7 separate regions of the Mus musculus genome follow, and regions 2, 3, 4, 5, 6 and 7 are each linked to region 1. A link is a contact called in public Hi-C and promoter capture Hi-C data. All regions are on one chromosome and are shown on one strand. Each heading gives the region's core, a stretch centred on a gene start, on an enhancer-like site or on the middle of the called end of the contact. The rest is flanking DNA. Distances are from core to core; before and after follow the strand shown.

Region 1 (3,882 bases), core at 487-2,986:
GAAGTCCTGAGTTCACCTCCCAGCAACCACATGGTGGCTCACAACCATCTGTAACGGGATCCGATGCCCTCTTCTGGTGCTGACTGAAGACAGCTACAGTGTATAAATAAATAAATAAATCTTTAAAAAAGAAAAAAAGGGGGTTTGTCCAACAAGAGTTTCGAATCTTCTGGTTACTCATTCCTCAGCCCAGGCAGCCCCTGGAAGACTGTAATGGAACCTACATGACACTCCATTCTGCAGCCACCGAGAAACCTACTACCTGAGTTTCTAATCCTTCCCAGCCCGTAACACCAACTGTCACTTATCCTCTGGAAATCCTCCTGGGCACTGGGCAACAGGCTTCTCTGACGGGATTGCATATGGCGTCTGAATTCCGGTGAGGAAGGAGCCTAGGTCTTCTGTTACTCTCCCAATCCCAATGTCTACCACATTCTTCTACCACAGGAGCCGGCTTCTGGGAGTGTGCCTAACCACCCTTTCCTAGTAACCTTTCGAGCTGAAGACAGTCTCCTCAGCGTCATACTTTGAGAGGCAGGCTGTGCATGTACGAGATTTGCTCCCGCTGTCTGAACCACAAGCCTGGCAAACGAGACCCACACCATCCTTCCCTGGTGTGCCCTAGTTTTTCCTCATCTCTATTTCTTGTCTTCTCACAGCACCAGGCCACTAAGAGTGCCTTGTAGGCAAACAAGGGGTTACAAGGATCTCCACGGAAGTCAGCAGGAGCTGTAACTGTCTCCCACAGGAAACTCACTGATCCCCCTACTACACTAGCTAGTATAGAGTGGGTAAGAAACTCAGCAGGGAACTTTATCTCCAACTTAGAACCACTCCCCTCTCTACTACTGCCAACTTCAGCAGGACTTCCTTTAAAGAGCACCCAGTCACTTGACACTAGCAGAGCAAACACTGTCACGTGCCATGTCCTCTCTACTGTTTAATGACAACTATGATAGCTCGGCACTGCCAGCAATACACTAGCTGTAGTCTTTCTCTCTGCCGGACACCATGGGTGGTACCAGGCTTCCCCACCCCCACCCCCGAGAAATGGAAATTCACCCTATACTTGCAGTAGGTCCTCCTGGCCCCCTACTGTTATGGGCCACTTGTGACCTCAACGGCGATCCACTGGCTAATCCCAGGGCTAACCATTTCTTCCAACGCATGAGGACGAGTTACCCTGTTAAGAGTGGAGAGAAATGAGGTGTCTTGCCTGCCCTGTCCTCAGACGGCCATCCTGCTAGAAAACGGAGGTTGACTGGCAGGGCGACGTCCCCAACAGTATTCAGTCAAACTAAAGCAATTACCCCAAACGGGGGGTGGAACCTGCCACCTCCCTCTCCCAGGTGTTTACCATCCGCGCTTTCCATTCAGCCCTATGGCCCAACACCAACCCAGCTGGGGCGCTTGCCGCCGTCTCCCGGATGCTGGGCCGGAACCCGCTCGCAACTGTCCTGGGGCTGTCGCCACTGTTCTGCCCCTCGGCAAGTGCTAGCCCGTTCCGCAGGCCCTTGCACTGAGCCTTAGCGCGTGACCCAGCCGGACCGAACCATCCGCAGGCCGGCAGAGGGCAGGCAACGCCAGTGACTAGCCGGAGCGAGCAGCGTTGCGTCCCCCGCAGGCGACTAGGATGTGCGGAGCCTTGCTGTGTCACGTAATGCTCCTCCAGGCAAGGAATCCAAGCCCCTCGGCCACGCGCGCCCCTCGGCGCGGCAAGTCGCCCCGCGGAAAAGCGTAGATGGTTCCGGCCGCCGAGAGAAGCCATTCTGCAGGGGTGACGTCAAAACTGACATTTCAAAAAAGTCAGAGAGAATTAGTCAGTCCATGCCCTGTCCCTACCGAAGAGGAAAGATTTGCGGAAAATTTCCTCTGGATTCTGGGAGTTCTTGGGACTCCACTCCCTGCCTGTAAAGTTGCAGATCAGAGAAACCGTCTCCCCTTCGAGAGAAGTGGAAGGTACGGACAGGTCCTGGGAGGGAGGAGGGTACAGAGCGAAGCAGGACCACGCATGTGCACGGCTCAGTCTTGCCCTGAGCCGGCCCTATCTTTGCAAACTAGCTTTCAAAACAGTTCGTGGATTGTGGGGTTGTTTTCTCTAAGCCCTGGGTTTGATTTCCCGTTTGGGGATGAGGGATGGAATATTATTTAGCTACTTAAAAATTAATTTTAAGCCGGTCAGTGGTGGCGCACGCCTTTAATCCCAGCACTTGGGAGGCAGAGGCAGGCGGATGGATTTCTGAATTCCAGGCCAGCCTGGTCTAAAGAATGAGTTCCAGGACAGCCAGGGCTACACAGAGAAACCCTGTAAAACCAAAAAGAAAGAAAGAAAAGAAAAAAAAAGGATTTTAAGGGCTGGAGAGATGGTTCAGCGGTTAAGAGCATTAACTGCTCTTCCAGAGGTCCTGAGTTCAATTCCAAACAACCACATGGTGGCTCACAACCATCTATAATGGGATCCAATGCTCTCTTCTGGTGTGCATGAAGAGAGTGACAGTGTACTCACATTTTAAAAATAATAAAAAAAAATACATCTTTTTTTAAATGAATTTTAAAGCTATTAGTGCATACCATGGGCCCTTGAAGACAGATGAGAACAGAGCTCTGGGCTTGAGCCTGTAACTAACGCTGCCAGCTGTACACAGCGGCCAGCGCTGCCAGCCTCCGCTGTGTACACGAGGACGCCCAGAATGTGGTTATCCGGAAGTGGGAAGCTTCAGATGAGTAGAAGTTGATGAGTTGGTATCTGTTTGTTTTTCAAATCACGGGGATCGGATTCCTTTCTCTCTATTTCAGCTTTCGTGTTTTGTTGGAAGAGGGAGCAGGAGGAAAAAAAATATGCAAACTTGTGTTCTATAACTTTGTTTACTGCCTGGTAAAGATTAAGGAGTGCAGGGTGGAGTTATGGTGTTAGGTATTGTCTTGTGTGTGTTTATTTTTACCAATCCGATTATTCCTGATACTGTGAGTCATCTCCTGTCCTCCACGAGGCTCTTCCCTACCCTTCTCCAAGACTAGAGCAAGCAGACAGCAGAAGAAGAAAGCAGATACCTGACAACTAGGGGTTAACAAACTTAAGCAGGATAAAACAGCTTTAAGCAGACTGCCACTCAGGATATAAGTGAAACCAGTTGCAACTCCCCACAGCGATGTTAGGAAGAACCAGGTCAGCTCTGACTATGGCTCTGAGAACCAGGATCCTGTATTGCGACCAGAGGATTTGGGCAGCCAACCAAAAGCAGTCACTACAGAGAGAGTCTGGAGGTCAGTGAGGGGACAGCAGGAGTGTGCAGCTCCCCACTGGCTCCCCCAGGTCTCTAAGGCTGAGGCAGGCTACCAGGATTCCTTTCTGCAGTCATTGAGAAGCCTCGCAGGCTGAGGGGGTAATGAGTCCCTTTGCCTGCTCCTACCGATCCAGTCCCAGAGGCTCGCTGAAGCAAGCTCCCCACAGGAGCCTCAGCCATAGGACAGACACTTCCCGACTCAAAAGGAGCCTGTCTTCGGAGATGGCTGGCTGATTAGAATGTCAGTACCAGTGGACGGACTGGGATGTTGCAGACCCAAAAGCTAGTTGCCTTACCTTGAGCTAGTTCTAGCTAGCCCTCTGCAACAGCCATTCCTTGCCTACCTCCATGTCAGAACAAGTAGATAAAAACCTTGTGCAGTGTATTAACTTGCCAATTCAAAAGGTCAACTAGCACTTGGGAGGCAGAGGCAGGCAGATTTCTGAGTTCAAGGCCAGCCTGGTCTACAGAGTGAGTTCCAGGACAGCCTGGACAATACAGAGAAACCCCATCTTGAAAAACCAAACAAGTTCACCCACCATCTTGGGCCTACAGGATAGCTCACCTATCTAGCTGTACCGGCCTGAGGTACCTGCCA
Region 2 (4,049 bases), core at 1,070-3,569, 970 kb after region 1:
TTGAGTGCTGAGGTCCTGTGCCCTGGTCATGTCATAGTCAGAACTACAAACACCACATTTCTGGCATTAAATATCAATTGCTTTAGCTGTTTGAGCTCATCTAGTTTCTCATCTTTTATTTCTTCCTACAAACTTAACTCTTACTTATCCTTACAGAACAACACAAATCTCAAAATATGGCTGACCAGGGGGCACGATTGAACTCCAAAGCGACTGACCGCCTTTCATTCTCTACCTCACCCCCATTGTCTCTATATAACCTGCCAGCTGGAGACAAGCTGTCTTCTAGGGTTGCCAGCCCTCTGAATAAAATACAGTTTTAAAGACTCAATTCCAATCTACTCAATGGTATGGACAAAGCAGCAACAATCTCTTTTATTCCAGCTTTGGCAGTCTCATTACTGTAGATGCCTTCTAAGTGTTGTGATGGTACAGGATTCAGAAGCCCTGGCTTGGTCTACATAGTGAGTTCCAGGACAAACAGGACTACACCACAGAGGAACCTGTCTCCAAAAACCAACCAACTAGCCATCGAGAGAAAGAGAGGGGGTGGGGGAGAGGGAGAAAAGAATCCCCGGCCAAGTGTGTGCGTGTATGGGGGGCAGGGGGCGCTCCTTAAAAAAAGACATTTAAGGGGCTGGAGAGATGACTCAATAGTTAAGAGCACTTGCTGCTCTTTCAGAGTACTTAGGTTCGATTCCCATATCTCACATAGTGGCTCACAACCAGATCTGATACCCTTTCTGGCCTCGGTGGGCATGTGTCTGATACACAGGCATACATGTAGGGAAAACACCCATAGACATTAAAAAATAAAAGAGAGAGAGATCTAAGCAGTAGTTAGGCTGAATGTCAGTCTGTAACCCCAGTACTTAGAAGACAGAGGCAAACAGATCTCCATTGTTCAAGGCCAGCCTGATCTACTTAGCAAGTTCCAGGACAGCCAGGGCTACATCGTGAGACCCCTGTCTCCAAAACAGAAAAGAAAAAATTATTACTCAAAGACATTTTTAAGAGGTGAAGTAGTTAGGGGCCAGCGCCCACCTAACCTTGGCTCCCCCTTCCGGGTATTTTAAAACTGGAGGCAGAGGTCTGGAGATCCAACTGTTTGCAAAGAAAAGGGAACAGCTCCTAGGAAGGGCCTCCAGCTGAATGATAACGCAACAGTCCTTGGGGTTTTACCCTTCTCACCTCCGTTTTGTCAGGAGACAATCCTATCTTTCGTGTATCTTAGAATCAGTCTATAGGAGTAGTAATTGACTTCTCTAGTTCCTAAACCTAAGTGTTACCCCTAGGGTGCCACCACCCTAGTCACAGGGTCTGCAGAAGGCAGGGACAGGATTCCATAAGTAAGGCTTGAACGCCAAGATAAAGGAGTTGGTTACCGCTTTCCAATACTACTGAACTTGTGATTGACCAAGGAAGAGTTTTAAAATACACGTGTTCTCACACTCCAGACCCAAAGAAGGGAGAGCAATGCTCCACTGGTATGTGAGCCGAGCAGACAGATCCGGCGAGCAAAGGTCTATCAAAAGCGTGAAAAGGTTTTACATTTACAAAAAGCCTGAAGGCTAGGGAGAAACCGAGAAGTGAGGGCGGCCGGGAGGGGCCTCTCGCAAAATAGGCGGAGTCGCTTTCGCCCGGGCTCCCGGTACCCAACGCGCTGTCGGACTTTGTGGGCGTTCCTCAGGGAAGCAGAACCCAAGTGCTTCTTACCCGCCTCATACGCCCGTTGGACAGCAAGTCGGCGATCCCCTTGGCAGCGTCGTTTTTCTCCGCCACGCAGAGAACTTTTCGCACTCCTCGGAAGGCCACTTCCATGGCAGCGCGGGACAGGGCACGGCCTCCAGGCCGTCGGTGCCACTGAAACGCTAAGAGGGTGACCGGGAAGATCATTCCCTAGGTCCTGCTCCAGCAGCAACTCCACGGGTGCCCGTGCATGCTGGAGAACCCAGAGGAAAAGCCACGAGGAACTGTGAGAGCCACCTTAATAAATGCAGTTTTTCCAGGCAACTGCCGCCTCGATCAGAAACCCACACGTCCGAGTCTCGCTTAAACTCGCGCTCACAGACAACTTCCGCCCACTGCGCCACTAAGCAGCCTTGAACTACAACTCCCAGAATGCCTCATGCCCTGTGCACGTTCCTCCAACACCGTTTCTCCTCCTCCCTTCCACCCCACTGTATTCTACTTTCCTTTTCTTTATGACAATGGGTAGTTAACGGGACTTGTCCTCTGGAAGATCTGATTGGCAGGGCCTCTTAAAAGGCGCCACTAACTTGGAAGTCTGTGTGGGCGTTTCCGGGTCACGCGACGCTGATGCTGGGGAGTCATGTGATACCAAGATGGCGGTGCCGCGGTAGCTTCCCTGGGACAGTACGGTCCTAGGAGCGGCGACAGTTTCTGCCCTTAGGTCGTGGGGAGACTCATTTGACTGATTCTGCGGTAGCCCGTGGCGAGGATTAATGACACGATCAGAGCTGGGACTGTTGATGTCGCCGGTAGGTTCCGGGGAGTGCTGGTGACCTAGCTTCAGGAACCTTGCGCCGGCCCGGGCAAACGCTGGAGAATGGCCAGCCTCCGTCATCTGGACCTGCAGCTTTGGAGTTCATGAGGCTTGCCCAGGGCATCACAGGTCCCAAACCTTGAGAGTCTGCGGCAATTCGAGTTCTTCGTTGTGTGACAGGGCAGTTTAGGATCCCCGGAAGTGCAAAGAAGGCCGCAAGAACTTCGTTTTCGCATCCAGAGGCCTGACTCTCCCTCCGACCAACCCTACATTATTTTCCATTTCCTCTCAATGTGCTTGCCATATTTCAGGAAATATGATCAGCGCCCCTGATGTGGTGGCCTTCACCAAGGAAGATGAATACGAGGAAGAACCTTACAATGAGCCCGCTTTGCCTGAGGAGTACTCAGTCCCTCTCTTTCCTTATGCCAGCCAGGGGGCAAACCCCTGGTCTAAACTGTCTGGGGCCAAGTTCTCCAGGGACTTCATCCTCATTTCCGAGTTCTCTGAGCAGGTGGGACCCCAGCCCTTGCTTACCATCCCCAATGACACCAAAGTTTTTGGCACTTTTGATCTTAATTACTTCTCTTTGCGGATTATGTCGGTGGATTACCAGGCTTCATTCGTAGGCCATCCTCCCGGTTCTGCCTACCCCAAGTTGAACTTTGTGGAAGACTCTAAAGTGGTACTGGGAGACTCTAAGGAAGGGGCCTTTGCATATGTGCACCACCTCACCTTGTACGACCTGGAGGCCAGGGGCTTTGTGAGGCCCTTTTGTATGGCTTATATCTCCGCAGACCAGCATAAAATCATGCAGCAGTTCCAAGAGCTCTCGGCCGAATTTTCCAAAGCATCTGAGTGCTTGAAGATGGGCAACAGGAAGGCATTCGCTGGGGAACTTGAAAAAAAGCTGAAAGACTTGGATTACACAAGGACAGTGCTACACACAGAAACCGAGATCCAGAAGAAAGCCAACGACAAGGGTTTTTATTCTTCTCAGGCGATTGAGAAAGCCAATGAACTGGCCAATGTGGAGAAGTCCATCATCGAACATCAAGATTTGCTGAGGCAGATCCGCTCATACCCTCGTCAGAAGACGAAGATCCCTGACTTGCAGCCTGGTGATACAGAGCATACCCAGGATCAGGCTGACCAGGTATCCACTACCTCTAATCCTGAGGAGTCCGCTAATGCAGACCTTTATACCTGCAGACCGGCTTACACCCCCAAACTCATCAAAGCAAAGTCCACCAAGTGTTTTGACAAGAAGTTGAAGACCTTGGAGGAACTCTGTGACACTGAGTATTTCACTCAGACCCTGGCCCAGCTTAGCCACATTGAACACATGTTCAGAGGAGACCTGTGCTACCTCCTGACCAGTCAGATTGACAGAGTGCTTCGAAAACAACAGCCCATAACGAATTTCCTCTTTGAAGATTTTGTAGAGGTGGATGACAGGATGGAAAAGCAAGAGAATGTACCCTCTCAGCCCAGTCAGGACAGGCTGCCTCCCAAGCCTGTAGAAGAATGCCCCATTCCTAAA
Region 3 (3,675 bases), core at 876-3,375, 890 kb before region 1:
AGATGCTCTGTAGTCAGTACAGACCCTCTGTGATCAGGACAGATCCTCTGTGATCAGGACAGATCCTCTGTGATCAGGACAGATCCCCTGTGATCAGTATAGATCCTCTGTATCAGTACAGATCTCCTGTGATCAGTACAGATGCTCTGTGATCAATACAGATGCTCTGTAGTCAGTACAGATCCTCTGTGTTAGCAGATCACCACTTCTTGCTATTTAACACTTACCTCAGCATCCATCGATCAACCCCTTTGGTCCCAAACTCTGTTCCACAGCATTCTACTTTCACCTTCTCTGAGATCAACATCTCAGCTGCCATGTATGAGTTGGCTAGTGCTGTGCTCATTTCTCTGTGCCTGGCTCATCTTACTTAACATAAAAAATCTCCAGTTCTGTGCATCTTGTTACTAATGATAGGTTTCGCTCTGTTCTGGTTGCAGAGTCCTGCTGCCTAGCTTTTCACCCTCCAGTGCTGTGGGTTTATTTAATTTCTCTTAGCTATCAAGAATAGGGCTGGCCAGGTAGTGGTGGCATATACCTTTAATCCCAGCGCTCGGGAGGCAGAGGCAGGAGGATCTCTGTGAGTTCGAGACCAGCCTGATCTGCAGAGTGAGTTCCAGGACAGGTAGGACTATTGCACAGAGAGACCCTGTCTCAAAAAGAAAAACAAAACAAACAAACAAACAAAAAAATGAAAACCCTAGGGTGGCAGTGCATTCGGAGTGCATCCATCATTTTTACATACTGGTATAATTTCCTTTGAGTGCATTCCCTGTGGTGGGACGCTTCATGGGGTAGTGTTTTTTCTAATTTTTTGAGGAATCTCAGTGATAAGTTATTTCTCTGCCACTGAAATGAGCCAATTTAAACCAGATTAGATTCTATTAAAGGCAGGTTTATTGGGAAGCTGCTCTCAGGTGGGCAAGTTCACTGGCCCCAAGGATTGAGGCTAGGGAAGTCGCCATGGAAAAGGGATGGAGGGGAGAGAGAGAGAAGAGGAGAAGAAGAGACCAAAATGTCTGGATTATATAGGGAGGAGCCTCTGGGGCAAGGACAGCCCAGCCTCTGGGCAGGAAAGTTTAAGGTGGGGGCAGGGTATGCCAGGTAGGGACTAAGGGATGCAGGGAGAACCTGGAGGGCAGGGCTGCTTTGATGTGTAAAGTATGCACCTCAGTCCCTTGTCCCCGTCTGAAACCAAACACTCAGGCTGCTGAGGGCTTTCTCTAGATAGTGTAAGTCCTCCGTTCTGACTCACAGGATCGGGGAGATGAGTTGCAGGGGGCACTGCTGCCTAGCTAACATAACTCATGGTTTCATGTGGCGCCCCCTGGTGTTTGTTTACCAGAAGGTGCACCCCAAGGAGACAAGCAGAAAAGACCTTGGGCCTGGACTTTCTTATTACTGCCTGGCCTAGAGCACCTAAGAGTCCTACACCACCGGGTGTGATGGCTCACACCTTTAATCCCAGTACTCCGGAGGCAGAGGCAGGTGGATCTCTGAGGTCGAGGCCAGCCTGGTCTACAAAGTGAGCTCCAGGACAGCCAGGGCTATACAGAGAAACCCTGTCTCAAAAAAAAAAAAAGAGTCCTACACCATCTGCTGAGTTAAAGTGAGCACTCCGCCCTGCACAGAGCCGAGTGGCCCTCCCTTACCCAAAGTCTCTAGAGACACCAACCCTTTTAAGTCAATAAGAAGGACAACCAGGTCAAATAGAGCCTGGCCCAGTGCCTCACTCAACTGACAGGTGTAAGACTGGCTCCGGTGAAGCTTCCAGGACCTTACGGTGATGGGGCAGAGGGAAGAGATGAGGAAGGGTTTGCCCTGGATTTCTGGACAGGAGTCTCCACAGCCAAAGCCAAAATCCTGTCACTTTCGATACCATGTCACAATGTTCCCAAAGGCAGCGGCACCAACGTGGCTGCTCTCAAAGGTCTCAATAACCAGAGTTTATCTGAACTCCCCAACTCCTACGGCTGGCTAGGATCCCAGCACGAATAATAGATGTCCTCTTCTTTGGGCTCCTGATGTCCCCAAGTTGGCCCAGCTGCCACCCTCCTACAGGCCACCTCCCCTCATCTCCGTGCCTTCCCTTATCCCTCATCCCAGCGTCTTTATCTTATATGCTCAGTACAGCTGGCCATATGCCCCTTAGGGAGGGTTTTTTTTTTTCCTGTCGAAACTGCCCTTACCGAAGGTAAGAGTTAATTATTTTCTGATGGCAGTAACCAGACTCAACAGAAGCTGGTGAGCTTGTCTGTTCTTCAGTTTCTAGGTTCCCCTCTCATATCGCTGGGAGGCGAGGCTTGATCACTTGGCTTGTGCCCTGCCAATCTGAAATTCTCAGGGAACCCAACCAACTCTGACGCTCTCAAAGTCAGCAGAACCTGGAAAGCAGGCAGCCGGCTCAGAGGTAAGTGAGTGTTTTCCTCTTTAATGGCGCGCCTCCATATTTTGGGTTGGATGTCTCCACATGCTCAATGGGCAGGGAGAACCTGTGGCTGCCCTAGTAAGCCAAGATGGAGCCACACAAGAGCCCTTGCCTACAGGACACACTAGATATGAAGGGCAGCCTAAGGCTGTTCCAGGACGGGCTTCTTGGGACTGGCCCCCCAGTTACCAAAACACACTCTCCAAACAGATTGTGCTAACTACCCTAAATTCCTGAGTTTGGGGGGGGGAGGGGTCCTCATCCTGCTGAGGAGAGAGCTGTGTCCTCTAACCCTAGCTGGAGGGTTCTGCTAACTGTCTCAGGGCAGTTAGACAGTGGAGGGTGTCACAGGGTTCTGATGACCCGAGAGTTGCCTACTGGAGCTAGTTTTTCTCCATGTGCCTGCAAAGGGCAGGAGCTTGTGTATAAAGTCACACAGGAGTGGGTGGTGGAGGGAGCCTCACTCACACAGAGGGGCAGCCGCGGGATTCTGCAGGTGGGGTCTGTGCGGAACGACCCTGTTTCTAGGACTAAGAACTCATGTGGTAGGTGAACAAGCAGCTACCTCTCTTAAGCTGTTTCTCCATTCTCCTACTAGATCCCTAGCTTCTCTCTCACCATAACTAATGTGTATCTAATTCTATGTGTCCCCAATAGATATGGCAAGGGCACACCCTGGAGATGCTACTCTGCCAAGCATCTTGGTCAGCTTCATCTTCCTGCAACTCCTGACTTCTGGGAACGGTAGGACGCCCCTCCCTTTCTGACCCTAGGAGCGCCCAGCGTCAGGTTGGGGCTTCCAACAAAGCTGGGGTTTAAGGGAACTCTCAAAGAGGAAAATGGGGGCACAAGGGGAGCCCCTGCCTCCTGCCTGTGACCTAACCTAGTCCTTTCCTTTGCATCTCTAAGGAAAATCAGATTTCCTCGTCCTTGGACCTCCCCACCCACTTCTGGCCATAGTTGGTCAAGACAAAGAGTTGCCCTGCAAACTGTCACTCAACATCAGCGCTGAGGGCATGGAGCTGAGGTGGTACAGGGACAAGCCCTCGTCAGTCGTGCATGTGTACAAGAATGGGGAGGATGTGTATGACGAGCAGATGGTGGAATATAAGGGAAGGACCTCATTCAACGGCAGCCATGTAGCCAGGGGAGAAGCTGCTGTGAAGATCCACAACGTCACCGTGTTTGACAACGGGACTTATCACTGTGTGTTTAAGGAGTACACATCCCACAGCCAGGCCACCCTG
Region 4 (3,856 bases), core at 767-3,266, 610 kb after region 1:
TCCTTTGTCTTTACTGGCTTTTTCTGCCCCACTTTTAGGCCTTCGTTTGTGTCCTGATAAGCAAAAATCAGCTCCCTGGTGCATCCACTCCCTTCCCCAGTTATATAAAATCATGGGCTATAGACCATTGAACGGCTCACCACGTATAGACGCTGACCACTAAACCCAACATCCTCAGTTCAGTCCCTCAAAGCCACAACCAAGTCCTGCTGGTTGTCCTCTGACCTCCATGTGCATGCCAAGTGCACACACAGATATATACACACTAAATGAAACAAGAAATTATGGGATTTACAGCCTAAAGAATTCTTAAAGGCAATCTCATGCTTCAGATCACCAAAGAAAGCAACATCATACATGCCCAAGACCACAGTACCTCAGAGATTTTGCCAACAACAGACCCCAGGTTTGTACTCTTATGCCAATTGCCAAACTGCCTATGGAATTGTTGCCTAATGAGGGCAGTGTTGCAGCAAGACCTCTAACACCCAGTCATCACCTCTGGACATGTTACACCCCCTTTCTCCCCCATCAAACTCTTACTCATCTCTCAAGCCCCAGTTTAAATGCCCTTTCAATCACCCTGTACACGCTCATCCTTGTGATTTCTTAAGTCCTTCATAGTTCCCATATCACAATATATTGCAAACTATTGTTTCGTAAGCATAATGAATCCTGCATCTGATGTTGAGAATCATTCAGGTGAGACCACATGCCCTCAACACAAAACAACTAACTGAATTTAGAGAGGTCATCACTACTTTTCATTCACTGAAGTGAACCTCACTTGTAGCAATCTCTCTTTCAGAAGCAATGAAATAACCTTCTTTCAGTCTTATTACAGTCCTTAGTAGGTCAAAGAAGCCTGGCATAAACTCCCACTTAGAGAAAGCTGCAGAGAATGCAGAGGCTGTGGCACTGCACTAGGACAGAGGGCCCGCAAACCCCTAAGGAAGTGTGCTGTGTGTGGTGGAAGACTTAAGGCCTGCCTCTGTGCCAAGTCTTCTGCTGGGTCCTGAGGACACAACACAGTCATGAGGACACAACACAGTCAGGTCAGTCTTTGCCTTCCATAGCCTCAACCAGTCTGCTCTGTGACCTTGGATGTCCTGATTGAAAGCCCAAATTTTCCTTTCTGAATCCAACTAAGACACCTGCTCCCCTTTAAAAGGAAAAACAAACAAACAAACAAACAAGCAAACAAAAAAACCCTGAAGCTGGGAGGTGGTGGTGGTGGTGGTAGTGGTGGTAGCACTCAGGAACTAGAGACAGGAGGATCTCTGAGTACGAGGCCAGCCTGGTCTATAGAGTGAGTTCCAGAGCAGCCAGGGTTACACAGAAAAATCCTATCCCCGAAAAAATAAAAAGAAAAGAAAAAATAAAGGAAATTGAGAAAAGCCTCAAGAGCCAAATATCTCGTGTCCTGGGCACGCTGTGTCCCCTAAAGTCACCCTCGCACTTGTTTGGATGTCATTTTTCAAATTGAAACAGAACTCTGTTGCTCTAAATATTCGCATAGGCCTGAACCCTGCCTGTCACCCCGCATTGCACGTCAGAAACCTTCCTCCAGGTGAGCCCGACTTGGCTCCTGACCAAAAAGTCACATTATGTCCGGGCCTCACCTGTTGGCGGGACATAGGCCCGGGCCGGAGGCTGCGGAGCTGGCCCCGGCCATACTGAGACGGTGGGGTCACTGAGACGCCGGTCCAAGAGACCGCGCCACCGGTCCCTCAGCCGGGGGTAGATTCGCCACATCCTGCCCAAGGACCTGGGTGGACACATGCGTGGAAACAGAGTACAGGAAAAGAGCGAAGAGAACCCCACACCCCTCGCTGGTTCTGTACGGAAACCTCTCACCAAGGGTTCATAGCCCTCAGCCTCCTCAGCACGCCGCCATCTTCCTCATGACACCTACGGCGCGCCGTCGCAGCCGTGCGCCCCGCTGCGCGCCACTCCCGCCCCCGTCAATCAGCATCATAAACGTGCTCGCCACGCCCCCTCCATGCCGCGCCACGGGAAGAAAACTACAAGTCCCAGAGGGCCGTTCGCGCTCTGCGCCACGTGCTTTCTCTGTCCGCCAATGGGCGGAAGCGCCGCGTGAGCTTGCTCCCGCCTCTCCAGCGCGCCCGCGCCAATTGGAAGCTGCAGAGTGTGTGTGTGTTTGTGTGTGTGTGAGCGCGCGCGTGTGTGTGTGAGCGCGTGTGTATGAGTGAGTGAGTGTGTATGCGCGTGTGTGTGTGTGTGCGTGCGTGCGTGTGTGTGTGTGTGTGTGTGTGTGTGTGTGTGTGTGTGTACCCGCGAGGGCAAGTGGGAAGGGAGACCCAGCTCAGGTCTGGGAGGCCCTGCTTGCAGGTCTCCGGGTCCAGGTGGCAACACGAGCGCTTGGTCTGGCCTCAGCGGGCGGGTGGTTCCCCGGCCCCTCCCCCGCGCGTGCGCGCCCGGGTCCGCCCTCCCCGCAGCTTCGGCTCCCGCGCGGCGGCGGCGGTTCCTTCCCCCTCCCCCAGCCCTGGCTCCGGGGGACCCCGCGATGCCGGTCCGCACCGAGTGTCCCCCGCCGGCGGGTGCCTCAACCACATCCGCGGCCTCACTCATCCCGCCGCCGCCCATCAACACCCAGCAGCCCGGCGTGGCCACCAGCTTGCTCTACAGCGGCTCCAAGTTCCGTGGCCACCAGAAGAGCAAGGGGAACTCGTACGACGTAGAGGTGGTGCTGCAGGTGAGCGCCAGGCGGCAAGGCCGGGCCCGAGGGCCTCCTCGCGGCGCTCACGGGCCGGGCCTGCCCTGGGCTCCTCGAGCCCTCAGCCGCGGACCAGGCCCTCTCACTGCCGGGGCCTCCTGCACCCGGCGCCTCCCACCGGGACCTGCCCAGCTGATGTCACACTCTCGAACCCTACCCCTAGCCCACCCCTAGACTCAGAGCCTGTAGTGGCCAGTCTCCGACAGACCCCGAAGACTGTCCCACACTTAGAGCCTTTGACTCGCCGGCTTGGGCATCCGGAAGCTCCCCCATGACTAGCCGTCCTTTAGCCTGAGTCGGTTCTTCCCAAGTCCTGTCCTCCCTACACCAGCCAGCCCTCCCACCAGTCCCTGTCGGATCCTGAAAAACTCTCCATTGGCTGCCCCAAACTCAGTACCTCTCGATAGCGGCCAGTGTCACATTCTCCCGGAATGAAGCTTTTCCTCTGACCCCAACTCCATCCTGAGTGCCAGGGACATTGCTCCTTAGGAGAACTCAGTCAGCCCACTGCTGACGGGGGAGAGGTGGCCAACCTCCCTCCATTGGCTGAGACAACCCACAGAGGTTGAGGCTCCCCAAAGACCAGGGAGCCTCACACCCAAATATCTCCAGTTGCACCACTTAGTGTTAAGACCTTGTCTCGTGGGGCCTTCCAGTACCAAAACCCGGCGTCAGTCAGTTCATAGGCATCCGCTGCTACACTTTGCTTCCTGTCCCAGGCTTCTTACCCTACCCTGCTGTGGCTCCTTCCCATCCCTGGCAGTCCCCCTGGCCTCTCCCCAGACCTCGCACCTTGATCTAGCTGGTTGCTATTGCTGGCTGTAGTGTTGCTGATTGTTATCTGCATAGCTCCAGAGTTTCCTCCGAGCCTCAGATGCCTAAGTACTGGGAAATCTAACACAGTTTTGTTTTGTGTCCACTTACCTCCCCCTATTTGACCTGGATATCTGAGTACTGGCTGGTGGCTGCCAGTCCCTGAACAACTTTGAAACTTCAGCTTCATCTTCTCTGGGCCTTTCTTTTCCAGAACTCCACCTCTTTCTCTCCCCCTTGAAGCTTTTCCCAACTGAAGGAGATTGGTGGGAGTAGATATTTCTCTTTTATCTATCTCCCCTCTCC
Region 5 (4,110 bases), core at 476-2,975, 920 kb after region 1:
TTTATAGTCAAGAACCAGGGCTGCTGGCTGCTTGTCCCCCTAGTCTAGCAGTTGAACAGACTTGCCGCCTAGGACCTGGCGCACCTGTCACACTCCTTACTAACAGATCTCTTTCCATTACACGCCACCAAACGGGCTGTTCCTGAGCCCCTAGGACTGGAGAGAACCCCGAGTTCGCGGAGGGAGAAGTGACGTCCCGAGACCACAGTGTGGGGCGGTGGCTGGCTAGGGCGTATTCCCTCGGTGGCATGGGGTCCGGTTCGCGGCCTGAGGGCTCAAATCCCGCGCGGCCCCAGACCCCCGGAGCCCCCGCCCAGGTCTTCCGCCCCGGGCGGGGCAGGCCCGGGAAGACTCGCGGAGGCCCGCCCGCCCCGCCCGCCGGTCCCGGAAGCGCAGAGGAAGCGGCCCGGGGAGACGGCCTAGGGGTCGCCTTTCCCCTTCTCCCCCAGCTAACCTTGAAGTCGTTGCCGCTGAGGTCCACGCCGCGCACGAACGGCAGCACCCCGGTGGCCTCCATGGTGGCGCAGCTCTCTTACGGGCAGGGAGGACGCGGGGCGGCCGAGAGCCGCGGGCTGGGTCAGCGCCGGCCCCGCCCCTTTAACCCGCGCGCGCCGCCTCCCGGCCGCGGCCTCTGCGGGAAGTGCTGCTAGGCGACTCCCAGAGCTGCGAGGCCTCCCTGGGACCAGAGTTCTGGGGAGGCCTGTAGGGGTCCCGCTGGAGATGATCAACACTTCCAGTCTCCTGTCGGAACGTGGAGGGTGGGGTCCAGGCACTGTCGCTTGGGCTGCTGTAGCCTCTGGGGCTGGCCGTGACCCAGGAGTGATGGTGGTAACAACGTCAGGGACACAGGCAGTTTGTGTGTGAGGGATCAGTGGTGGTGGTGGTGGTGGTAGTGGTGAGACTTCCGGGGCTTTGGGACCTAATCCTTCAGCTTCAGGACTCAACTTTGATCATGTGTAACACGGTCCCCAAAGTTGCCAGAGTACTCACATGTGGCAGCTTAGAGAGCAGGCTGCACAAACACTCACAATTCTCCCTTGGCATCAGGACTCCAGTCACCATTCTTTATTGATTTGTTTTGTGCTCTAGATCAGTGTATATCTCCTGGGCCAAGCTCTTAGTGGCCATCTTGCCCTGGCCAGCATACAGTAGGTTTCCCATAAACAGACACAGCTGTTCTATGGAAGTCCAGGGTCTGGCATCCCGGGTTTCAGGAGGGAAGAGACTGATAGAGTTCCCACGACAGATGGCAGAGCTCTTTTCCCATTATGTGTCAGGCAGGCCAAACGGAAATGGAACCACCAGGCACTCTAACAGGGGCGAACTTGAGAGGCAGAATGTGGGCCTTTGGGCTAACTGCAGTTTTGTCTGCCTGGCCCACCAAGGGACCATGAGCTCAGACTCCACACTGAGGCTCTCATTACAAGTACACACAAGGTCAGATGTGAGACTAAGTACGACTGCTGAGAATTCGATGTCAGTTGTGGCTTTAGTGTGAGGCCCTTTCTCAAGAAACAAAACACCCGAAAGTAAGTAAACTAGACAAGCCCCTGAATGATTGTCACACTCACCACCTCCCCCGCCCCCCTTGCGCTATCAATATAACCTTGCGCCTTTAAATCCGGAGTATGCTTGTGGTTTCCGCCCCAGACGGTCCCGGGGCGTGCCTGGCGATCATTGGCTGAGCTGCTCCGTTTTGAGCACGTGTGCGCAGGAGTTGTGCGCTCGGATTGGAGCGAAGGCCTGCTTATCCAGCGTGCCTTTCGGGTCACTTGCCGCCTCGGGCCTCGGCGTTCGGTTCCCGGGGTTTGAACGTTCCATTCCTAGGCGAGTCCTGGGCCTCCAGGGTCCTACTCGCCCTGTCCTTGGGTCCATGCGCTGACGCTCGGACGCAGGTACGGCTACAGCGCACCGGGTGGCCCGGTGTCTCCCAGCACTGGGCGTGGCGCGCATCCCGGGGCAGGTGGGGGCGTGGCCTGCGGTCACTGCGGTGGGAGGGAGGACTTGGGAACTGAAGAGCAGAGTTCGAATCCCAGCGGTGCCTCTTCCCGACTTGGGTATTGCACACGATTTCCAGGGCCACAGTGACTTCGCTCTTGAATAGAGTCTAAGAGCCTATTTGGTTACACGTTTCTGCTCAGTCATGATCAGAAGCAATCAGCTTTGGCCAGAATGTAAGAACAGGTGAAGTTCAGGCTGTCAAGAGTCGGGTTATTTTGTTATTTTTGTTTTGTTTTGAATAGAGGCTCTATTATGTAACTCTGGCTATCCTCCAACTCAGTGTGTAGACCAGGCTTGCCTTGACTGCCTCTGCCTCTTCAGTGCTGAAATTAAAGGCCTGCACCACCACATAGGGCCTAAGTGGGTTATATTTAGTCACCTATTTTATTCCTTTCTTACTGGAGTTTGAATACAAGACCCCTCTAGGTGTAGGGCTGAGTCCCACTTTAGACAGGTGATGGAATGCAAGCCCCTTCCATTTGCAGAGTGGCTTACTGCTCTGAGGGCAGTGGTGGGCAGTAACAGAGCAGAGCTGTTTCTGAGCTTGGAGTAGGCTCCCTGGCTGCCCTTTGACCTTACCAGGCTCGAGGACAGGGTCTTATTTTTAGTCTGGGGAGCATGGACAGGTGTCTCAGCTGAGTCACACAGTGCCTAAGGCTTCAGCTACTCTAGGCATCTTGTCACTTGGCAACTGAGTCCCAAGGCAACCATGGCCCTGAAAGAAGGGCTGAAGTCCTTGGTGCCCCGGCAGGCAATGACCTTTCTGGCTTAGTGGCCTGGGCCTGTGGATTTCTGTGACTTTTTCCCAAGTTCCTGACTGGGCCAGTCACACACTTCCCAGTCCTTACTGGTGCGGTCGTACAAATAAACAGAAGCCCTTGGCTCCGGGCCTTTCTCTCACCTTCTTACCCTCTCCAACTTTGTTCCGAGTCCATGGGCCCTGGCCAGCTTGTCCTGATTCAGTGTTTATTTAAGCCTACTTCACTCACCACTGCACCCTGGGGCCTTCAGCCTGGCTCTGATGGGGTTGCCCTAGCCCAGGTAGTTTTCTTGTCAAGGTCTGGGGGGGCCACTATCTAGATTCCTGAATTTGCTAAGGGTCTATCAAAGGTCTGACAGGCCCCACCCAGGCAAACTTTCTGGAAACCCATATTACAAGTATTTCTGGGCCTTTGGGTTCCTCCTGACTGGTTTTCACACAGTATGGCTGTTCTGGGTAGGTTCTGATTAGGAGTGAGGGAACTCGACCAGGAGGCATGGGGAAAATACTCAGGCTTTGGGAGTGGAAGAGTCTGGGGGCTGTGCTGTGAATCCCAGACCTTAGCACTCAGTTTGTGGCTTGGCAACTTTTGTCTTTGTAGACTCAGGGTGGTGATGTTGAACCCAGATTCCCAAGGTCTTGGGGTGGAGTCAGGAGAAAGGCCTGGATCCTTCCTATATGAACCCTTTTCCAGGGCTTGGAGGCTTGCAGGATTCAGGGAGGGGGCTGGCAGGTCCCCTGATTCCCTCCAAGAAACTCTTTGAGCAGCCCCTTTCTCACGGGTCCCCAGAAACCACCCTCTTGGTCATTGCTAAGCATCTATGCCTTACGAACTACATCTCTTTGCAGGTGACCATGGCAGAGTTCTCCCAGAAGCAGAGGAAACAGAGCGGCAGCGAGGGCCTGGGCAGTGTGGTGGACTTCCTCTTGGCTAATGCTCGATTGGTGCTAGGTGTGGGCGGGGCTGCAGTGCTGGGCATTGCTACCCTGGCTGTAAAGCGGGTAAGGCCAAGGGGGCAAGGCCTGCCTGAAACCTCCACAGGAGAAGGCCAGACTGGGGAGCTGGGGGACGGTGGGACTTTTGAGGTTGGACTGGAACACGGGGCCCCTACTTTTTCACCCTAGCTTCCTGGTTTGCTTTCCCCCCAGCTTTGCCATGGCCCCCGATGCTCTGATCTGTGTCACTTTGCCTATAGCTCATCGACAGGGCCACCAGCCCTCCAGATGAGGATGACACCAAGGGGGACAGCTGGAAGGAACTGAGCCTGCTGAGAGCCACATCGCCCCAAAAGCCCCAACCCCCTCCTGCTGCCTTCAGCCAGCCCCTAGCTACTGGGTCCCCCTCCCCC
Region 6 (3,553 bases), core at 959-3,458, 640 kb after region 1:
GAAGGAGAAAGCAGACTCCCAAAAATTGGTCTTTAACCTCCACACAACCATACTTCACCACAAAATAAATAAAATGTAATCAAAAAAATCTTAAAGGCAAAGAGAGAGAAAGACATCAGATGTTAGCCTCTGGCCTACACACACACACACACACACACACACACACACACACACACACACACACACACACACACACACACACATATATTCATCCCTAGCATACAGAGAGTAGCACTGGGCATCACTAGTCTGTAGTCCTTGTCTTATGTGTGATTAGAATCCATCCCATCTAGAACTGGAAGCTCTGGGAGAAGGGATAGGGCTCTTTCTACACCACGTACTGTCCTAAGGCTCCTGATTTGGCAGGTTCTTCTAAGCACTAAACACACGTCAATCACTGTGTTATGTTTGGGTTACATCAGTAACTCAGCAGAATGGGGTTGTTGTGTTGTTGAGTCATGGGCCTTACTGTATTCTGAACATTAACTCTCTGTGTCCTCTGTGGTTTTCTCCAGTGTCTTTGACCTTGCTGAAGTATCTTTTGATGGACAAGTTAAATATGTACATAGAGCATAGTGACCTCTCCCTGTGCAAACCAGCCCCATCTCCACAGATCTGCATGGACAGTGGAGCTCACAGCTGGCTTCCAAGACTTAGGTTTGGAGGAGTCGGATCTTCCTTGAAGGAAAGGCTAGCTGCCTTTTCCTTGATCTTGAGGTAGGCCCAATTCTCGGGCAGGCAGCAAAAACAAAACAAAAAAATTAAGGACCATGGGATCATGAAGCAGACAGCAGAGAAGATGTTAGCATTCTTGGAAATTGAGCCATTTCCCCCAACTGTAAAGTCAAAGTGAGCTTACTTCTGGGGTTACAAGGTGGTGGTAAAAGATTCCAACAGCCATATTAGGAAGGAGTTGATGGAAGGGGTGGGGATAGGGAATAAAAGAAGTGCAAGATACAGGTATATGAATGGAAATGTTATGGGGCTAGAGATGGCCCAGTGCTTAAGAGCACTTGTACTTGCAGAGGGCACAGGTTTGACTCTGGACCCCTATGGTGGGACACAAGCATCCCTCCAGATCCAGGCAATCTGATGCCCTCTTCTGACCTCTGCAGGCAACAAGGAAGACATGCATGTGGTATACACATACATGTAGGCAAAACACTTATACATGGAAAATAAAACATCTTTTAAAATGTTATAACCCATTATTTTGAATGCTAATTGTTTTTTAAAAGGAAATTTGAGGCAGAAGGGACCTGAGGACTTGGGCCTGGGCTTCTCAGGCCTTCTCATCTGCATTGACCACCCCAGCTTCCAAAATGCTCCATCACCTTTTGATACCCACTCAAAACATCATATAAACCTACCACACTTAAATCGTACTACCTTGCAGAAACAGCATACACATCTACTGCATTACCATGAGGGTGTGTAGACTTGGAGTTCACAGCCAGAGCTTCATTCTATCTTGGCACTGTCATTTAACAGCTGTAATTTGCAATACCTATTCGGAAACTGCAATGCAAGCGAGACTGGTGACCCCATGCACTTTGTTCTTGAAACAGACATGTTCGATTCCCAGAACCCACGTGGTTGTTCACCACCGTCTGAAACTATACTTTTAGGAGATCTGGTGCCCTGTTCTGAGCTCCACTGGCACATGCACATGGTGTACATACATATATGCAAGCAAAACACACATAAAATGAATACATCTAATTTAAAAATTAAAAAAACAAAAAAACAATACCCCACATTAAAGCTGGCATTAAGTGCTCTTAACGGCTGAGCCCAGTTTTGAACTTTTCGTTTGCTTTCCTATCTGACACTGATACTAGCTGTGCAACCCAGCTGACTTCAAATTCGCAGCAATCCTCCTGCTCCTGCCTCCTGAGTACTGGGATTAAAGGTTACTCCAGCAGGCTAGACCCCAAGACTCTTTTACTGCCTTTACAAAATGGGAGCCTTAAGACTTTCTGCCCATCTCCTTTTCTGTCACTATCAAAGAGAAAAGAGATTCCCCCTCTGCTTTGCAAACTCAAAGCAGTTTGGGGTCTGGTCCTAACGAACCAAAGTCAAGACCCGGATGCTCATCGCAGCTGGACGAGGTAGGAACGGATGGTATCTGCTCTCCACGTGGTGTGCCCGGACTCCGAATCTCGTAGCACCGGGAGCTCGGGAGGACTCCATTCTTGGTGCGCTTCCTGGTTCTGACTGCTTTGCTTCCGGCATTAGACGTGAGCGCTCAGCGCTGTAAGCTATAGGCAGCGTGAATCTCCGCCGAAGCTGCAACTATGGGGATCTTGGAGAAAATCTCGGAGATCGAGAAGGAGATCGCTCGAACGCAGAAGAACAAGGGTAAGGGCGGGATCGGAGGGGTCTCCCTTTCTACCCTCCTTGTTTTTCTTGTCTGTAAAATGAGGGGACAACTGGAGCCACCACCGAGGCCGGAGAAACACCGGGGAAGTGCCGAGGCGTGCGTGAGGCGGGAGCGGGCACATTCAGCGACGTGATTTCAGGGTTCTTGAGAGATCTGATCTGTGCTGGACTCAGTGTTCAAGTAGAGAAACCTCAGCGCGCACAATAAGCCCGTGACCCAGAAAGGCAGTGTCGGAGATTTTCCCCTAGGGTCCTGGCAGCTGGGCCTTCATGCTGAGAAGGGCAAGAGAAGACATCTCACAAAACAGCTTGTCCCGGCAGACAGGCAGGCGCCAGCGAGCTAGTGTCAAGGAAGTAGGGACTGGAGAATTTGTCCACTACGTTCTTGCTATGTAACCTTGTAAAGTCATGTCAGTTTTTGGCGACCCAATGTCCTCATCTGTGGATAGGGATAACACCCGCTCTGTTGTGGTTCACATGTGCAAAGCCCTTGCCAGAGTGATCACCTAATATTTAAAGTAAACCACCCCAAATACACAACACCAAGGAAGCATCAAACTGTGAGGGTTGGGGATCAGTGGAGAGGTGGGACTGCCAAGCAGTGTCTAGCCTTGGTGCTTTCCCGAGTCTTGAAGAAATGTGGTGACAGAGTTAGTGCTGCTGCCCTTCCTGTTCGGATGCACAAGGCTAAGTGACCTTTCCAGGCAGTAATGGCAGGGTGGGATTGATCTGACTTAAATTCAGGCAACAGCAGGTTCATAGGTCCTGAGGCAAGGATAAAGTCAGAGAAGGGTGGAAGGAGTTGGGGCAGGACAGCTGAGGTCCTCAGTCTCAACCATGTCCCTGCTATCATGCGGATTCGGTAAGACCTGAAACAGAATTCCTTCTCAGTAACTTAACCCTGTTCCCCAGAATTTGGAAGCAGTATGGTAACCCTAACAATACTTTTTTTGGTTTGGTTTGGTTTTTGGTTTTTCGAGACAGGGTTTCTCGCTGTAGCCCTGGCCGTCCTTGAACTCACTCTGTAGACCAGGCTGGCCTTGAACTCAGAAATCCGCCTGCCTCTGCCTCCCAAGTGCTGGGATTAAAGGCGTTCGCCACCACGCCCGGCCTGACAATACTATAAAGGAGAAGGAAAAGGGACAGGTGTACAGTGAAACAGTCTGTTCTC
Region 7 (3,614 bases), core at 521-3,020, 730 kb after region 1:
GGGCTTGACTAAAAAGCACAGTCAAGGAGAAAACACCCTGGGATTGGAGAGTTCAACCTATGGGATAGTCGCTTAAAAAAAAAAAAATCTTTTTCTGAGGCAGTCTATGTAGCCCTGGCTGGCCCTGAACTCCTGAGGTACATACACACACACACACAAAACTTAGTGCTGGGTTTAAAGGTGTGCACCGTACCCAAAGAGGGTCATTTTTGCCTGGGTGAGCAGAGCTGGGGACCTTAGCTATTAGGTGCATCTGGGTGCAGTGGTAAAGAGCTCCCGCCATGAAAGGCAGATCAGAGGCTTAGAGAGCTGGGCTCCTGAAAAGCTTCAATCTGCCCAGGCAAACTGCTCAGGTAAGAGACCCACCAGGTGTTCACACAGTACAGACCGGGCTCAAGTCCAGTTCAGCTGGCTTTGCCCTTCAGTCCATCTTCTACCTGCAGCTGCCCTTCCACCCTCTCTCTGTCACCTGGGCCCAAGGGGCTGCCCCGGGAATCCCCAGACCCATTTCCCTTTTGTCTGCCTGCTGTTTGGGAGAGAGGGTGGCCTGGATTCCCTAATTTCTTGGCTTTCCACTCCACAAACTTTTCCAAGTTACCACACAGTCCCCACTTTCCAACAGAGACTGCTGCCACCCTCAGTTTTCAGATTAGAAGACTGAGGTCTGGATGCTGTATCAGCAATCCTTCTGCTGCGTCATTCCATCCTCACAACCACCGTTCGAGGTAAGTACTGGTTCCTGGTTTTACACACCAGACTCTGGGATGCCTGGAAGACAAGGGGTGAGCTGTGTGACAGACACTGTAGATGGACAGGCATTACAGATGACAGACAGCATGGACAGCCAGGAGGGGCGGCGATATATGAAAATCTGACGGAGTATCAAAGACTGGAAAAGGGACTGGGAACCAGAAAAGGAAGCTGGAATTCATCTTGGGGAGGTTCAGAGCAGAACCTCTTTGCTATTCCTATTTGCTGGAGTGCCCAGGGACCTCCAGCACGGCTAAACCTTTGTTCAGGCTTTCTCCTCCGCTTCAGGATTTTTTATTGTTTGGGTTTGTTGTAGTTGTTTTGAGACAGAGGCTCGCTGTGTAGCCTAGGTTGGCATCCAATTTGTGAGCTATCCTCCAACCAGTCTCCAGAGTGCTGAGACGCATTTACCATCCCACTGTGCAATTTATTTATTTTCTGTCTGAAGAATATTTCCAATTTGGACCGATCCGTGGTAAATCTGCGCCCTTCAGACAGGAAAGCCTTTTTGTCGCCCCCTATAACAACGCCCAACCCCAGTAGGAACGTGACGTGCCCGTGCGCGTGCCCGCGGCTGCGCGACCCGTGGGCAGTCCCGGGACGTGACTTGTGGAACGTCCGCTTCGGGAAGCGATGGCGGCGGGAATGGGGTGTGGGTGCCCGGACCGCGCGCCTCCAGCTTTTGTTGTCCTGGCTTGCTCCACAGTTTGGGCCTGATGCTCTCCTGCCCGTAATTTTAACTTTCCACTGTTTCCGAAGCTTCACCGGAGTCCTGAGGGCTTTTCGTCGCCGAGAACTCCATTCAGGCACTTACTTAGCCACCCATTCACTCTTCAGGGGTCCTCGAGCTTCTGCCCGAAGCTAATTAAGTGATGGACGCAGTAGCCAAGGAGACTAGTTGATTGACAAGCATGATTTACCAACCGACTCTGGAAACTCCAGTCCGTGTTTGCCCAACGCGTGGCCGGCAGTCCAATTAAGAAAGTGGAAGCTCCAAAGGGGGCGGTCACGGGGCGGACTGGGTTGTGGCGATTCCCGAGGATTTGTGCGCTGGAAGCTGAGGCGTCTGCGGGCATCCGCACGATGCCGTGACGCGGCAGCGCTGTCCAGTGGACACCGCGAGCACACTCCGGCGGGTGGAGTCCCTCGGCCCCGGAGGCGGCTTGGCGTGCAGGCAAATTGTTGTTTTCGGGAGCTGTTCTCGAAGCTTTCCGCGGGTGGGGGGAGGGGCGGCGGCCGACGAGCGGGCCTCGTCTGCGCATGCGCCGGCCTCTCCGCCGACTGGGCGGCACGCACGCGCATGCTCAAAGTACGTGGAGTCTCGTGGCCGCCGGCAGTGCGCACGCGCGTCGAGAAGCCCGCTAAGGAGCGGCGCTGTCGGAGGTCGGGCGGGCTGGCGGTGACGTCGTGAGGAGAGCTTTAAAGTGCGGGCCGGGCCGGGCGTCTGAGGGTCCGACCGGGAGTCTGGCGGAGTCTTGGCCGAAGCCCTCCGCGGCATGAGGCGCTGCCGGCGCCTTTTTCCCTCAGGACGCGGAGAAGGTGGAGGAGGAGGAAGCCCCGCTGTAGCTGGTGCTGCATGACCGACCGCGGCTGAGGTTCGACCCCTTCCCGGCCCCTCTACGCCTACCCCTTTGGTCCCTTGAGCCACGCATGGGGGCCTGGCACTGAGGACCCTCGCTTCCCTTTCGGGTCCCTTTCGGGTCCCCTGAGAGCCATGCCGGACCGCCGCGGAGGACCCTAGAGTTGAGTTGGCGGGGGCCATGGCGGCCGCCAGCGGCTACACCGACCTGCGGGAGAAGCTCAAGTCCATGACGTCCCGGGACAACTACAAGGCGGGCAGTCGGGAGGCCGCCGCCGCTGCGGCCGCCGCCGTGGCTGCCGCTGCCGCTGCCGCGGCCGCCGCTGAGCCTTACCCGGCGTCCGGGACCACCAAGCGGAAATACCAGGAGGACTCGGACCCCGAGCGCAGCGACTACGAGGAGCATCAGTTGCAGAAGGAGGAAGAGGCGCGCAAGGTGAAGAGCGGCATCCGGCAGATCCGGCTCTTCAGTCAGGATGAGTGCTCCAAGATCGAGGCCCGCATCGATGAGGTGGTGTCCCGCGCCGAGAAGGGCCTGTACAACGAGCACACGGTGGACCGGGCCCCCCTGCGCAACAAGTACTTCTTCGGCGAGGGCTACACGTACGGGGCCCAGCTGCAGAAGCGCGGGCCGGGCCAGGAGCGCCTCTACCCGCCGGGCGACGTCGACGAGATCCCGGACTGGGTGCATCAGCTGGTGATCCAGAAGCTGGTGGAGCACCGCGTCATCCCCGAGGGCTTCGTCAACAGCGCGGTCATCAACGACTACCAGCCCGGCGGCTGCATCGTGTCCCACGTTGACCCCATCCACATCTTCGAGCGCCCCATCGTGTCCGTGTCTTTCTTCAGCGACTCGGCACTTTGCTTCGGCTGCAAGTTCCAGTTCAAGCCCATCCGGGTGTCGGAACCTGTGCTTTCTCTGCCGGTGCGCAGGGGGAGCGTGACTGTGCTCAGGTAACACACCTGGGAGGAGGGGCTGGCCCTGCACCCTGCCGCCTAAAAGTGTCCACCCGGTTCCGGGGAAGCCACAGCTGGCGGGAGCCGGTTCTTATTATGGTTCTGACTCGCCTTTTTTCTTTTTGCGTGCAAACCATAGGAAGCTTGTGTCTGAAACTCATAGCAGGATAAGACTAATGTGGAATTGTGTACCTGCAGGCAGGTTTGAAGTGGCCATAGTAGCTTATCTGAGAATTCATCTGAAAGCATCTTTCTGAAGACTAGCATAGGAGTTCGAGTTCTATGAATGTGGTCTCCTTGTCTTGCATTTTGTTTTATCGTTTTGGGG

What was found. Promoter capture Hi-C pulls out the DNA fragments that hold promoters and counts their contacts. A called contact is a pair of places that touch in the nucleus more often than the background predicts. Capture Hi-C pulls out chosen DNA fragments and counts their contacts.
Region 2: a Hi-C map of B cells shows a contact between it and region 1, with 12 read pairs. The contact joins the promoter of Smcr8 here to the promoter of Flcn in region 1. A contact is called at or near these places in 1 of 484 Hi-C or Micro-C datasets (B cells), 2 of 115 datasets of contacts at active chromatin or transcription factors (astrocytes and thymic regulatory T cells) and 1 of 9 other capture datasets (macrophages).
Region 3: a promoter capture Hi-C map of liver shows a contact between it and region 1, with 2.6 times the contacts expected there. The contact joins the promoter of Btnl10 here to the promoter of Flcn in region 1. A contact is called at or near these places in 4 of 39 promoter capture datasets (the 3T3-L1 cell line, cranial neural crest, liver and 1 more), 2 of 115 datasets of contacts at active chromatin or transcription factors (memory CD8 T cells and pancreatic cancer cells) and 1 of 9 other capture datasets (liver).
Region 4: a contact with region 1 is called in a promoter capture Hi-C map of liver, with 5 times the contacts expected there. The contact joins the promoter of Gid4 here to the promoter of Flcn in region 1. A contact is called at or near these places in 20 of 39 promoter capture datasets (the 3T3-L1 cell line, 3T3-L1-derived adipocytes, the C10 cell line and 13 more), 6 of 115 datasets of contacts at active chromatin or transcription factors (the SCID.adh cell line, double positive thymocytes, extraembryonic endoderm stem cells and 3 more) and 3 of 9 other capture datasets (adipose tissue, liver and pancreatic islet).
Region 5: a promoter capture Hi-C map of liver shows a contact between it and region 1, with 3 times the contacts expected there. The contact joins the promoter of Mief2 here to the promoter of Flcn in region 1. A contact is called at or near these places in 4 of 39 promoter capture datasets (the C10 cell line, liver and pre-B cells), 2 of 115 datasets of contacts at active chromatin or transcription factors (astrocytes and memory CD8 T cells) and 1 of 9 other capture datasets (embryonic stem cells).
Region 6: a promoter capture Hi-C map of embryonic stem cells shows a contact between it and region 1, with 3 times the contacts expected there. The contact joins the promoter of Drg2 here to the promoter of Flcn in region 1. A contact is called at or near these places in 1 of 39 promoter capture datasets (embryonic stem cells), 1 of 484 Hi-C or Micro-C datasets (CD8 T cells) and 2 of 115 datasets of contacts at active chromatin or transcription factors (extraembryonic endoderm stem cells and memory CD8 T cells).
Region 7: a contact with region 1 is called in a promoter capture Hi-C map of pre-B cells, with 4 times the contacts expected there. The contact joins the promoter of Alkbh5 here to the promoter of Flcn in region 1. A contact is called at or near these places in 8 of 39 promoter capture datasets (the C10 cell line, HPC-7-derived erythroid cells, cranial neural crest and 3 more), 4 of 484 Hi-C or Micro-C datasets (CD4 T cells and embryonic stem cells), 9 of 115 datasets of contacts at active chromatin or transcription factors (bone marrow-derived macrophages, double positive thymocytes, embryonic stem cells and 5 more) and 2 of 9 other capture datasets (embryonic stem cells and liver).

Annotation. Positions count from the first base shown.
Region 1 is chr11:59,808,303-59,812,184 of GRCm38.p6, forward strand. Flcn (folliculin) reads right to left here and starts at 1,737. Exons shown (of 13, transcript NM_146018.2): 1 at 1,358-1,737. Gm16062 (predicted gene 16062) reads left to right here and starts at 1,778. Exons shown (of 2, transcript NR_045686.1): 1 at 1,778-1,959.
Region 2 is chr11:60,775,206-60,779,254 of GRCm38.p6, forward strand. It overlaps Smcr8 (Smith-Magenis syndrome chromosome region, candidate 8 homolog (human)), which reads left to right and starts at 2,320. Exons shown (of 2, transcript NM_001085440.1): 1 at 2,320-4,049. The coding sequence starts at 2,823. Top3a (topoisomerase (DNA) III alpha) reads right to left here and starts at 2,160. Exons shown (of 19, transcript NM_009410.3): 1 at 1,717-2,160. The coding sequence starts at 1,896.
Region 3 is chr11:58,915,783-58,919,457 of GRCm38.p6, forward strand. Btnl10 (butyrophilin-like 10) reads left to right here and starts at 2,126. Exons shown (of 6, transcript NM_001363414.1): 1 at 2,126-2,410; 2 at 3,086-3,172; 3 at 3,338-3,675. The coding sequence starts at 3,088.
Region 4 is chr11:60,415,129-60,418,984 of GRCm38.p6, forward strand. It overlaps Gid4 (GID complex subunit 4, VID24 homolog), which reads left to right and starts at 2,017. Exons shown (of 6, transcript NM_025757.4): 1 at 2,017-2,716. The coding sequence starts at 2,528. It overlaps Atpaf2 (ATP synthase mitochondrial F1 complex assembly factor 2), which reads right to left and starts at 1,906. Exons shown (of 8, transcript NM_145427.3): 1 at 1,623-1,906. The coding sequence starts at 1,782.
Region 5 is chr11:60,726,673-60,730,782 of GRCm38.p6, forward strand. Mief2 (mitochondrial elongation factor 2) reads left to right here and starts at 1,726. Exons shown (of 4, transcript NM_001009927.2): 1 at 1,726-1,895; 2 at 3,611-3,763; 3 at 3,958-4,110. The coding sequence starts at 3,617. Flii (flightless I actin binding protein) reads right to left here and starts at 591. Exons shown (of 30, transcript NM_022009.2): 1 at 455-591. The coding sequence starts at 517. Mir5100 (microRNA 5100) reads left to right here and starts at 1,991; the gene lies at 1,991-2,054.
Region 6 is chr11:60,452,383-60,455,935 of GRCm38.p6, forward strand. Drg2 (developmentally regulated GTP binding protein 2) reads left to right here and starts at 2,209. Exons shown (of 13, transcript NM_021354.2): 1 at 2,209-2,361. The coding sequence starts at 2,298.
Region 7 is chr11:60,535,913-60,539,526 of GRCm38.p6, forward strand. Alkbh5 (alkB homolog 5, RNA demethylase) reads left to right here and starts at 1,771. Exons shown (of 4, transcript NM_172943.4): 1 at 1,771-3,283. The coding sequence starts at 2,511.